Linked DNA regions of Gossypium hirsutum: region 2 is linked to region 1. Evidence: chromatin contacts called from public Hi-C data. All regions are on one chromosome and are shown on one strand. Each heading gives the region's core, a stretch centred on a gene start, on an enhancer-like site or on the middle of the called end of the contact. The rest is flanking DNA. Distances are from core to core; before and after follow the strand shown. Region 1 has its middle 13 kb from the start of LOC107928135. Region 2 holds the start of LOC107928224 (secoisolariciresinol dehydrogenase-like).

Region 1 (6,370 bases), core at 2,387-4,886:
TGTTCATACAGTCAAGCACTATAAGTAAATGCCTTTTCCATTCATTGAAATTAGTCCCATTAAGTATGGGTATAGAATTTATATTAGCAAATATTGTGGTAGTAGAGGATGAATTAGCTGAATATAGAACAAAAAATAAATAAAAATAAGCTCACATCAATATTTATAAATAAACAATAAATTCAGGATAATGGCTAATCCCATCTCAAGATACCAAATACAACATTAATATCAAGTCTTTGGACAGTAATATTAACAGTAAGCGGTACTCTTGTTGTAGCAATGAAACATTGATAATAAATTATGTCAAACAATGAATTAATCTTTGGACTAACATATTGCTTACATAAAGTACCTTATAATTGTCACACATTTATTATCACAGATGTCGTTGAAATTCTGCCAAATATTAACTTACCTTTGGGTCAATTAATAAACGCATGAATCACAAAAAACATATAATCATCTTGATATTTTAAATAAACTAATCTACACAAAAGAGGTCGCTTTGGCGGCATTTTGTTTCAACTAATCTATTTAAAATATTAGACATCCTTAATTAAAACCTAAAGCCAAAATCTGAATTTATTTGTTTCAAAATATTTCTTTTAATTTCATCTTTCAATCAAATTAAAAGATAATAATATATATGTATATATATTTATCCGAAAATAACATACAATGATGTTGGCAAATATAATAATAGTTAAATAAATAATAAACCATAAATAACCTCACATAAGACTTCAAATTTAAACCAAAATAATTTGAATAAAGGTAAACCTCATCTCAAGATATCAGACACTCCATTAATATTTTATCTTTGGACAAAATATTAACTTGTAAGTGATATATTGGTGTAATAATCAAACATTGACAATAAGAACACGTCGAACCATAAAAATCTTCTTTTGGGTCAATTTATTGCTCACATGTAAAACCGAATAATTGTCACATGTTTATTACCATAATTGCACATGTAATATTATTAACCTTCATTTGGGCCGATCAATATTAACATAACTTAAGTTACATGCACACAACCTTTTATATTTTAAAACAAAATAATTTATACAAAAAAAACCACTTTGGTGATTTATTGCTTCAATTAAGTTATTTTAAAATATATATAAACATACCAATATTCAAATTTAAAATTTACCCAATAGTCAAATGTCAAATCTATTTTTTTATCGCTTTATAAACTTCGAAATTACCCAAAATAAGGCTGTCTTAATAATACAATAAAAAACCGAAAACTTTAATCTTTGACTGGTTTTTTCTTTTTTGTTCCAAAATCACATATATCAAAACCAAACAGAAATAATGTAGTGGTTCAAAGTCAAATAATTAACAACCACATGTATTCATAATTTTGGTATGGACAAAAACACCAAAGCAATTCACGCATATACATGTATCCATAATCAAATAGAAAAACTTACCTTGAATTTACCATGTAAATCCAAAGTTGTATTTATGATTAAACAAAAATTCACATGAATACTTGGAAAATATTTTCAAGCCAATAAATCTCAAAATCAAAATCATAATAGTTGGCATATCCCACAATTTATACAATAAACCACATCATCATAATTTAACCAAATATTTGGAACCATAAGATGCCAAAACCTAAGATTATAAAACCAAACTTAAAACCAAATTATTTAAATATGTATATAGTTGACATGTAAAATTGAATATATAACCATAGCAAATAGTAACAACAACAACAACAACAACAACAACAACAACAACAACAACAACAACAACTTCAACGATATCCATCAAAACTTAATTTCACCAATTAAACTATAAAAGATATCTTATTGAATAATCCTCAAAATCATTGATATATATAATATATATACAAAATTATAATAATAGAAAAATAATATTGGCTTGCCTTACATATTTCATGTAAACTCAAATTTATATTAATGACTAAAGACATTATCATAAAACTTCTTTATACGCACAAATACTTAAAAAAAATCCATAACCAACAAATATGAAAGAATCCCAAATTGTATAAAAGCCTTCGTATGCACAACTACTTATGAAAATTCATAGCCACCATATAACAATATAACAAAACCCAAATCTATTATTCCTAATACTCGAAACATAAATTTCAAAGATATTACCATAGATAATCAAAATTAAAAAAATTGATTCTAAGAGTTGAACACATATTATTGCAATTGAAGAATAACAGTCAAACCAACTTTCATGAAATCAAGAATGCACAGATTCTTAGTTTTGGAAATTCTAGAATAATAAGTTCACTTAATTCCTCATTATCGATTAACAATGAAAGAATATTGAAACATAATTGAATCTAATCAACAAATAATAATTGAAGCTGTATGAATACTCAAAATATATATGTCTGCAATTTATTTAAAATATATAATAATAAACTAAAGAAAAAAAAAACAGCTTGCATTTAATGCACTTCAAAACCAAATCTGATTCTCGTTTATTTTATTACAAAGAATATATAACACAAGCAAAGCCTTTATATATACACGCATGTCGCATTAAAAAAATCAAAGTAATACTACTGAAACATTAATGACCGAACCTTAATTGCACAAATAAATAAACAGTGCATTAAAGCGCCAAAGAATTCTGATGAAATAAGCGAAGTTATGCCCAAAAAAAAGTACAATCAACAAAATTTACCAAACATCAGTGCAAGCGTAGATTAATATATAATTGAGAATAGAGATCTAATCACACACTTCTTTTTTAATATAAATAATTAAATTGAAAATTTAAACCCTAATTAACATAAATCCAAAAGATTTAACATGTATGATAAAAAAAACCGAATCTAAATATCAAATCCATAAAATTTGAAAAAGAAAAAAAATCGAATCAACTCAAAAATAATAAAGAATCAATTCGTTCTCAATGATTTAACATAACAAGGCTCTAATACCACTTATTAAAATTGTAAAATAAATCTAAAATAAAACTTAATAAACTAGGATCTGTCATGTCAAATTATCAAGAACAAATCAAGAACAAAACTAGATGCAGAAGTGTACTTGAATCTATAAATTCCTTGAAATCTACGGATCTTGGGGATTTGGTCTTCTAAATTAGCACACAAGAAATTCAGAGAATATTTGCTCTCCCTTTTCTAAGGATGGGATATTAGAAAAGATATCTTGTTATGTAATTTGGGGACCATAACCCTAATATTTATAATCTTGACATATTAGTTCTAACTCCTAATTAGCCCATCATTAATTAGAATTTGATTAGAATTCAATTACTAGAGTACCTACACATATTTGACCCATACTTTATTTAATAATTAAAGCCCAATAAAATTCTAACCAAATTAGATCATTTTTAATTTGGGCTAACTTATCATGATAGTAAATAATAATATGTAATTACCCTTATTATATATGTGATGTCGATATTTTCCAACAAAGGGATGATGGTTTAGCCTCTTGGGATTATTGAGAGGAAATGAGAGAAATTCCCTCAAATGCATCCATTAACATCAGGTAGTCTAATGGAGAGTTCAATCGGACAGTTAAGGATGGATGGTCCCTCCCATTGATGGAATGAATTACACGGGTGGTTGGACTGAACAATCATCGGATGATATAAGGCATAGCGTTGTTCTTTGTCTTTGGTTAGCTCTTGTGCTGCCACGCACCCTAATCAGGGTAGGAGTATAATACTTGTTTTGTAGAAAAACTGAGTAAATAAACATAATTGATGACAAAAATAATTATTTTGGTTAATAAACCATAGAGTAAGAAACAATTCAATCCATGTTAATTTATTCCATATAACATTCAGCAAATGAGGAAAACTAAAGCAACGTTGTCTTTTTGTTAATAAACGATAATATGGCAAGAAAGGATAAATGTAGCTGGTGAAAAACATAGCCACGAGTAAGTGCACAATTGATTGGATTTTTCTAAAAATCCTCAAAAATTAAAAATTGTAAAAAAATCATATATATATATTATTAATAAAATTATTAATTATTAAAAAATATAATTATTACCAAAATTTCGAAAATAAATCTAAAAACATTCTTTTAAAAATATTAAAAATATTTAAGAAAATTCAAAAAGCTTTCTTTAGAGAATTTTTTAAGCATTTTAAATTGTTTAAAAAAATATGGAAATACTAATGAACTTTAAAACGCATATTCGAAGTTTTATAATTTTTTTTTGAATTTTTAAAATTCACCCAATCGAGAAAGGCATGTGTATAGATGATTTTCACAATTATCATTTATTTACTTTATTTCATTACATAAACTTTTATAAATATTAATGGTGTTTTCAATCGTTTTTATCTACTCACTTTTGAATATCATACAAATTAAATCATCTTGTTTAATTTGAGACGATGGAAATTATTAATAATAATTATTCAGTTAATATTAATATTAATTATTTTTTGGTGAAAAAGTAAATACAACTCAAACGTTAAACATTAAAAGAATCCTTTCTGAGGGGATCTTCAATCAACGGTAAATCAATTTTTCGATTTTGTCTGTGAATTTTTTATTCTCCCGAAGACTCCGGTATTTTAAAAACTTCAATTGAAGGCCCGAGTAATCCAGAATAACTGAATTAATTCACCTATACAAAGATTTGTTGGATATTTATTCCTTACAACTTCAAAAGCTTTTTGAGGTAAATTTAAGGTTAAAATCAACAGAATAGTTAGTTGTATGATATTTTAAATATTGGATAAGGTGTTGGTATTCATCACGCATTTAATTTTGGGTAAAATAAAATAAATACTCAGGCATTAATGGATTTGAAGAAAATCACGCTGAAACTATAAATTCAACCATCTAAAAGTACAATCTTAATAAAATTGTTTATTAAAAGTTGCAACAATAAGTTTGTCAAACTCATTATTACCCCGTTGAATTTTAACTCGATTCACATCGGTATTATTGTCAGTGCCGTAGAATATTAGTTTGAGTGTGTTGAAGCGCATTATCCTCCTATTTAATGCAGGGGCGAAGCCAAATCAATCTTTTAGGGGAGCCGAATGAAATCTTAATTTTTTATAGTCTATATCTTTATAATTTTTATAATATTAGGGGGACCAAAGTATAATTTTACCTTTATTAATTTAAATTTTTTAAAAAAATTTAAGAGCTTAAATAATAATTTTATATTTAGGGGGGTTGGGCCCATGCCAGCCCTCCTCTAAATTTGCCACTGATTTAAGGGTTGGAGTAAGGTTATAAATAGTTATATACATTCTTTTATTTTGTCAATTATAAATTTATAAAGAGGATGAAAACTCAAACTATAATATAATTATATTATGGCAATATAAATATACTGATATTTTGTCGAGAAATCTTTTATAAATCTAAACCATATAATTTTAGTATCATCATTTAAAAATCATAATGTTTTACGATTTTTCTTTCTATCGGCAAAGATCCATTTAATTTGTAAAGATTATTATTATTATTTTTTTCAAAATTTAAATATTAGAGCTTTCAAGCCATTGCTGAAAGTGGTAGAGATTAAATATAGAGGTGTAACAAATGGATTTGCACATTATGGTAAGGTCACCAACTCTCTTTTATTTCTCTGAAGTGTAGTTTGAAATTATAAATTAGTGGGTCATATGAATAAAATCAACAAATGTTATTTTGATAGTTAAATATTTGGAGCCCAATATTTATATTCCATCAATTCCCTCTATAGAAAAGGATGAATTCCCTTAATGCTTACATTTTATACCCTTTATTTCTTCTTTTTCATGTAGATATTAATGTTTAAATTCCTATCTTCCCTGTTAGGTATTTTAAAAAAAATACTAAGGAGAATGGCACATAATCACAAAATAGAATTTTTTCTCCATACCATTGAAGTTGTTACGTTTTGATTTTTTAAGTTCAACTTTTACATTTTATTTTTCTAAATATATTATGGATATAAATTTAAAAATTATATTAGTGCGAGCTACAACTACTAATGCTACTCGCAAATTTAATAAAAATTAACGTAAAAAGATTTGATCTCTAAAGAGTTTGATGAAAACAATAGTTTTATTTGTATACTTCATTGCATACCTTTTTAACTTCTTATTTTAGAAGGGTTGTATTTTCATGCCATTTGTTGAAGGGTATTATTGTTAAAATGATGATTACTCATTGCTTGTATGTAGATTTGTTCATGGACTGAGCCGGGACACAATCCTATTCCAAAATAAATTCAAGCCTAGACTCGTTTTTAGCCAACCTAACTTATCTAAAAAACTCATTTCACTATTTAAAATTTAATAAAATATACAAATATTTTCATATTACTATTCTATATTTTTATTATTAAATTTAATTTTTAAAAAATAT
Region 2 (6,370 bases), core at 1,786-4,285, 76 kb after region 1:
TGTTTGCGGTTTCAGCAGTGTTGAAAGGCACCGTATTGGACCCTGAAGATTTTGCGCATGCAGCACTCAATTTGGCAAGCAATGAGGCTAAATTTATCAGTGGTGTTAACTTACCAGTCGATGGAGCGTATAGTGTTAGCAACCAATCATGGAGGATGGGATTCGCAGCACTTTCTGAATAAACCAACAAGTCCTCAGCTTTACTCTTAGAAGATTTTCTTAAATTTCACTTGTAATAAATTGTATGGTCGGATTTCATCGATACTATTTGTTTTGTTGTTCAAATGAGCAAATTAAGTTCATCTTCTAAACCAGGCGGAAATTTATTCATCTGGTGAAGAGAAAATTCAAGCACTCAAAAAGTGTAAAAATTAATTCTCTAAATGATATAACAGTACTAAAGACCTATATTACCCCAGTAAATAATTTATTTTATAAATTCCTTCAGGAATTTACAACTTTTTTATTTCTAAAATTCAAATGAATTTTTTCCCAACAAATTAAATAATCTTTTAAAAGATGATAACTTAACAGTGGTGTTAACTTACCAGTCGATGGAGGGTATAGTCTTAGCAATCAGTCATAGAAGATGGGATTCGCAACAGTTTTTGAATAAATCAACAAGTCCTCAACTTTACTCTTTGAACAATGTTTTGTTAAATAAGGAAAGTAAAACTTAATCCAAAAGTTACTTATTGTTCAAATGAGTAAATTAATTTCATTTTCTAATTTAAGGTGGACAATGATTAATCTGGTGAAGAGAATATTTAAGCACCCAAAATCATAAGAATTGGTTAGAATTTACGACCATTTATTTTAAATTTAAATAATTTTCTATTTTTTATACAAATCAAATAATTTTCTTAAGACATTACACCAATAACTATATTTTTATTCACAGAGAAAGGAATATACATTTTCCTAAAAATGTGATGTGTGATATTTAGAGAAACGAGAAATTTAAAAGAGTTGGGAGAAAATAGAAGTAGAAAATTTGAGAGGAAATTCACAATCATTCCATAACGGTCCCTTTACACCCTTCCCGCTAGAAATAGGAGTGCATAACGGCAAGGGGTTGGTTGCCACTAGTTGTTATTGACACCATTTCAATTAACTAACAATGCTGCCCAAAACATAGCATTTCTAGCTACTCCATAGCATGAGCAAACTGCACCATTTCACTTAAAGTTCTACTAACCAAAACGGTGCGCAGCACCAATGGTCATTAAAAGTAAAATAAAACATAAATTAACAGAAACATTTTCATGCCATAACACTACTGCATTCCTCGAAACTTCCTTGTCCTCAATGATTGAAGTGGGGCTATTTTTGCTGCAAGTCGTGGAGCACCTCCCAAGTCGAGTCCTCAGGGAAAGTTATGCGGTACACAGTAGTTGTCCATGTATAAAGAGAGGCACCGTAGAGGCTCTGCCTCGTGGTTATAGTTGGTTGTATATGTTCTTGAATTCCCATCCTGGATTTGTAAATAAATTGTTGGGAATAGAGCTTCTAAGAGTCTGACAACAGCTATGTACAAGACGTATTAACAAAATAAATTATAAAATCCGAATTGTTAATGATGTACTTATATTGGAAATTTAAAGCTGATTAAGTCCTTCGGGTTAATGTAGTATTTGGTACCCGGACCCGATGATCGGGTTAGATAAAGGGTGTTACAAGCAAAGTCTTAAATTTGATGCTCAAATTAAGTTAGCTTTAGTGTCCGAATGTGGTATCTCTTGCTCGTGATGTATCAATTTATCCTGGGTGAGGGGAGTTACATATTCTGTCCATAATTTCATAATTTTATTTTGTCCATATTTTTTATGGTTTTTATTTTGTTCACTCTATGTTCTTTGAAAATAAAGGTGGTTTCATTTTTACTTTTAATTTTTAGTCATGTTTTTGCATATATGTGAGATTTGTCAATATAAGGGTATCGCTATATCTATTAGGAACTATTCTCGAAGGGCTTTATCATGATAGATCTTAATGATGGTGATAAATTTGAGATGATAAGGAGAATGATAGGCAATCTGAGACTTAGTCTTTTATGCATCATTGATGTTGTGGGTCTCTTAGGGTTTTTGACAGTCTTTTCTTTATTGATCAGAGTTCATCGTCAGGTTAATTTGATAATGGCGAGACTAGGATTCAAATTTATAAGTCTATTGAAATAAAAATTATAACCAATAAATATTTGACACATGTGCTCTAGTAACAAAAATTATAAATTTTAATTGAAATAAAGAAAAGCTTAAATATCAAATTAAGTATTATAACCACTCATACACTTAATTGACATAAAAGAAAAATATAAATTTTAAGCATTAAATTAAACTAAGGTATGGAATAAATATATATTGACCATTATTTTATATCAAATGGGACGAAAAGTGGGGACAGGGTGACCGCGCTTAGCTCAATTTCAAAAGTCTTCGTGCTTAATAAAATAGATAGCGGTGCTGGTCAAGCCAGATTTTTCATTTTCATTTCATAAAAACTAAAGCTAGCCAACTTTGACTTCAATTATTAAGTTAAAAAAATTATATAATGAGTACGTTTAATCAATGAATGCATTGAATACAATATTTTTTTAAAAAGAAACTTCATCATAGTCATATAAAAAAATTTAATAAATACTACCGATTATGAGGGAGAAAATATTTATGATTTGTGAAATAAAAATAAAATATTATTTGATGAAGTGAGTTTCTTAAATACATGTAAAATGAAAATATTTATTTTATATATGAAATGTCATACTTATATATTTGTTATTGAATTTGTGTTAATTATGGCATCTGTTTTAATAAAATAATTGGATAATATAGTAATACATATCATATGAAATAAAAATATTACTTTCTATTTTCTAAATATACAAGTCAAGGCAAAAATAATGGAAAACGTTTTGTCAAATTTACAGACTTCAAAGCCTTGAACATAAAATAAGTACGACGCCATTGTTGAATTTTAAGCAACGTCACACCTCCCAGGAGTTATAAACAGCAGAATCACAAAGAGGAGAAAACACAGCATCCCAATCATTGAAATCAAAAGAAAAAGCAAAAGGGAGGGCCTCTTTTCTTCACAACCACCATGAGCTGCGACTCTTCAATAACCAAGAGGTAACAAAATCCTAAGATTCCAAAAGTTCATATTTTAGATATTTCAATTCAATAAATCAGGTTAATTTTGAATTATTTCTATCTATGTTTTTTTAATTTTCTAATCATTTTGAGTTCGCCAATAGAATCATCACAATTTAAATCATGCTAAGTTAACTATTTGTATCATTCTCATTCCGTATTTGAATAATTTTCATTTAGGTCAATTCTTATTCAAGTTATATTTATGTTTAAGTTGAGTAAATTCAAGTTGTCGACTTTTTGAGAACAAGTTTGATTTGATTGAGTTTAAATTTAGATTATTCGAATCAAATTTTTAGATTAGGGTCAAAATTGACGAATCTAATCGAATTTAATACAAAACATTAAAATCAATATGATGTACTTCTGTCAAAAAAAACCTACTTGTATTAAACATGACAGTGTTTAGAACAGGCTTACCAATGTGTTTTCAAAGTGAAAGAAAGTTGAACCGAAAGTATACTTAAGCGTATTCATGTAATAAGTCCTTTAAAAATGATATTATATCTTTATTATTAAATGAATTAAATTAGTCTAGAGGTGAGCATTCGATCGAATCGAATCGAAAATTTTCGAGTTAATCGAGTTTTCAAAACTCATTTTATCATCCTAACTTTATTTAAAGTTTTCTCAAATTGAGTTGAGTGAGATGAAATTCGAATCGAATCAAATATATTTGTTCGAGTTAAATTTTAAAAAATAATTTTGGGTCCTTGTAACCACTATCACCCATCGTAATAAAATTTGTCCACCTTAATCTAATTTTTTATTAACTTTCACCACCTCATAATTTATTTATTAATTTTTTATATACTGGTTAGCTTCTTTGCTTGCTTAGTTGTTTCAATTATTTTTAGATTCTTGTCACTATATATTTTGGAATTAAAAAAATATTAAATGTAAAAATATGATTTTTTAATAAAATTTATTTTAAAAATAAAATGTGAAATTGATACCAATATAAAATTTTAACACGAATATTTTATGGCATAATTAAGAATTTAATTTTAATATAAATATTCAATATGACTAAACAACTCAATAATATAAATAATATACAATGTGAAATTTAATTTAATAATATAAATAGTAGATATAAATAAAATTATTACTATATATGTTTAGTGATTTTTTTTTGGATAATTTTAATTTTTTATTTGAGAGTAAAGGGTGAGAAGTAAAAGTTTGAGGGAAAGTAAATAGGGGAAGTAAAATTTTGGAGGGAAAATATTAAAAAAAATTGGAGGGGGGAGAGTTTGGGGTAGATGGGAGGTGGGATGGGAAGGGAATAAAAGTTTTAGGGGAAAAGTGGGAGGGAGTAAAAATTTGGGGGAAAATAAAAGGTTTTGAGGGTTTTGGGAGTAAAATTTTGAGAAAAAGTAAATGGGAGAGAAATTTTGATGGGAAATGGATTTTGGGTAGATTGGGTGGTTGGGAGGGGAGTAAAAGTTTTTGGGGAAAGTGAGAAAGAGTAAAAGTTTTGAGGGAAAAGTAAAAGGATTTGGGAGTTTGGGGTAAAAATGTAAAATATTATAGTTTGATATTCGAATTATTCGAGTTATTCGAATTCGAAAACTCAACTCGATTCGAACTCGAAATTTGAAAAAAAATCGAGTTGATTCGAATAACTCGATTAACTCGAATAACTAGATTCGTTTAACTAGAAATTATAATTTTTTTTCAATTTTTTCGAGTAGAATCGAGTTTTGCTCACCCCTAAATTAGTCTATATACTATTAAAAAGATCTAAATAATAATATAAGGACTAAATTGATCTATTATTGGGAGGGAAAATTATAAGTATTTACACTATCAATTAGTATCTAAACCTTGTTTCTTCTTTTTTTTTTTTTGTTACAGGCTGGATGGCAAGGTGGCACTGATAACTGGTGGTGCCAGTGGCTTAGGAAAGTGCACAGCCACACTTTTTGTCAAACATGGAGCCAAGGTTCTCATTGCTGATATTCAAGACGAACTGGGCGACTCTGTTTGCCAAGAGCTTGGAACTGAAAACATCAGCTATGTCCACTGCGATATAACATGCGAATCCGATGTTGAAAATGCCGTAAACTTGGCTGTCTCCAAGTACGGAAAGCTCGATATCATGTTCAACAATGCCGGCACTCATGGTGACAACGAAACAAGAGTGACACACGCCAGCACTGAAGACTTCAAGAAAGTGTTTGATATCAATGTGTTGGGTGGTTTCTTGGGTGCCAAGTATGCTGCCAGGGTCATGGTTCCGGCCAAGAAAGGTTGCATACTATTCACATCAAGTCTTGCTTCAAAAATCAGCTTCGGTAGCCCCCATGCATACAAGGCATCGAAGCATGCCGTTGCAGGGTTGACGAAGAGCTTGGCCGTGGAGTTAGGTGAGCATGGAATTAGAGTCAACTCTATTTCACCTCATGCAATTTCGACTCCAATGTTCCAAAAATCAATTGGGATACCCGATAAGAAGAAGGGAGAGGAGATGATTGCGGCTTCAGCAGTGTTGAAAGGCACTGTATTGGAGCCTGAAGATTTTGCACATGCAGCACTGTATTTGGCAAGTGATGAGGCTAAATTTATCAGTGGTGTCAACTTACCACTGGATGGAGGGTATAGTCTCAGCAATCAATCATGGAAGCTGGGATTCGCAGCACTTTTTGGATAAACCACCAAGTCCTCTGCTTCACTCTTTGAATTATATTCTCTTAAATAAGGAAAATAAAACTCATCCAAAATTACACACATGAAAAACTGTATTGTCGTATTTGATCAGTCTCCTGTAATGCTTTTGAAGTATCCTTTCTTTATCAATAACACTTGTTTTGCTGTTCAAATGAAAAAATTACTTCCATTTTCCAATCTACTTATTCTCTAAATAAGATAACATTACTAAATATACACGATAAACCGGTGTATCATATCATTAACTAGTTTCCACCAAAAACGATGAACAACGTATATATTAACTAGTTACAAAAAAAAAAGGATTATACCCAGTGATAGATTGTGCCATCTTCGAAAAGAATTTAGCATTGCCGTCGTGCAGTTCTCTGATCAATAGCCCTGTTTCTTGGGTTACTGGTAACGGATGATGGTTATGCGCTTCTCCTTCAGGTCTCTGCTTTTCTTTGTGCCGTGGGATCCTTTCCCCCTTTCTTTTGAAACCGTGAGTCTTTTCTTTTTATATTATACACCATCGGCAACACAAATCCAGTAACCGACCCCGA

Evidence for each region. A called contact is a pair of places that touch in the nucleus more often than the background predicts.
Region 2: a Hi-C map of leaf shows a contact between it and region 1, with 1.9 times the contacts expected there. The contact joins the promoter of LOC107928224 here to the enhancer-like site in region 1. A contact is called at or near these places in 6 of 34 Hi-C or Micro-C datasets (all in leaf).

What each region holds. Positions count from the first base shown.
Region 1 is chrD01:61,995,430-62,001,799 of Gossypium_hirsutum_v2.1, forward strand. No RefSeq gene overlaps it. Among protein-coding and RNA genes, the nearest start is that of LOC107928135, 13 kb to the right of the region's middle. Within about 2 kb of position 3,637, at least 1 of the 9 cell types and tissues checked has an H3K27ac peak or open chromatin away from gene starts, as enhancers often do. A contact at or near this core is called in leaf, where this site is marked.
Region 2 is chrD01:62,072,302-62,078,671 of Gossypium_hirsutum_v2.1, forward strand. It overlaps LOC107928224 (secoisolariciresinol dehydrogenase-like), which reads left to right and starts at 3,036. Exons shown (of 2, transcript NM_001398442.1): 1 at 3,036-3,131; 2 at 5,013-5,985. The coding sequence starts at 3,103. The coding sequence ends at 5,808. LOC107928169 (momilactone A synthase-like) reads left to right here. Exons shown (of 2, transcript XM_041086417.1): 2 at 1-182. The coding sequence ends at 182.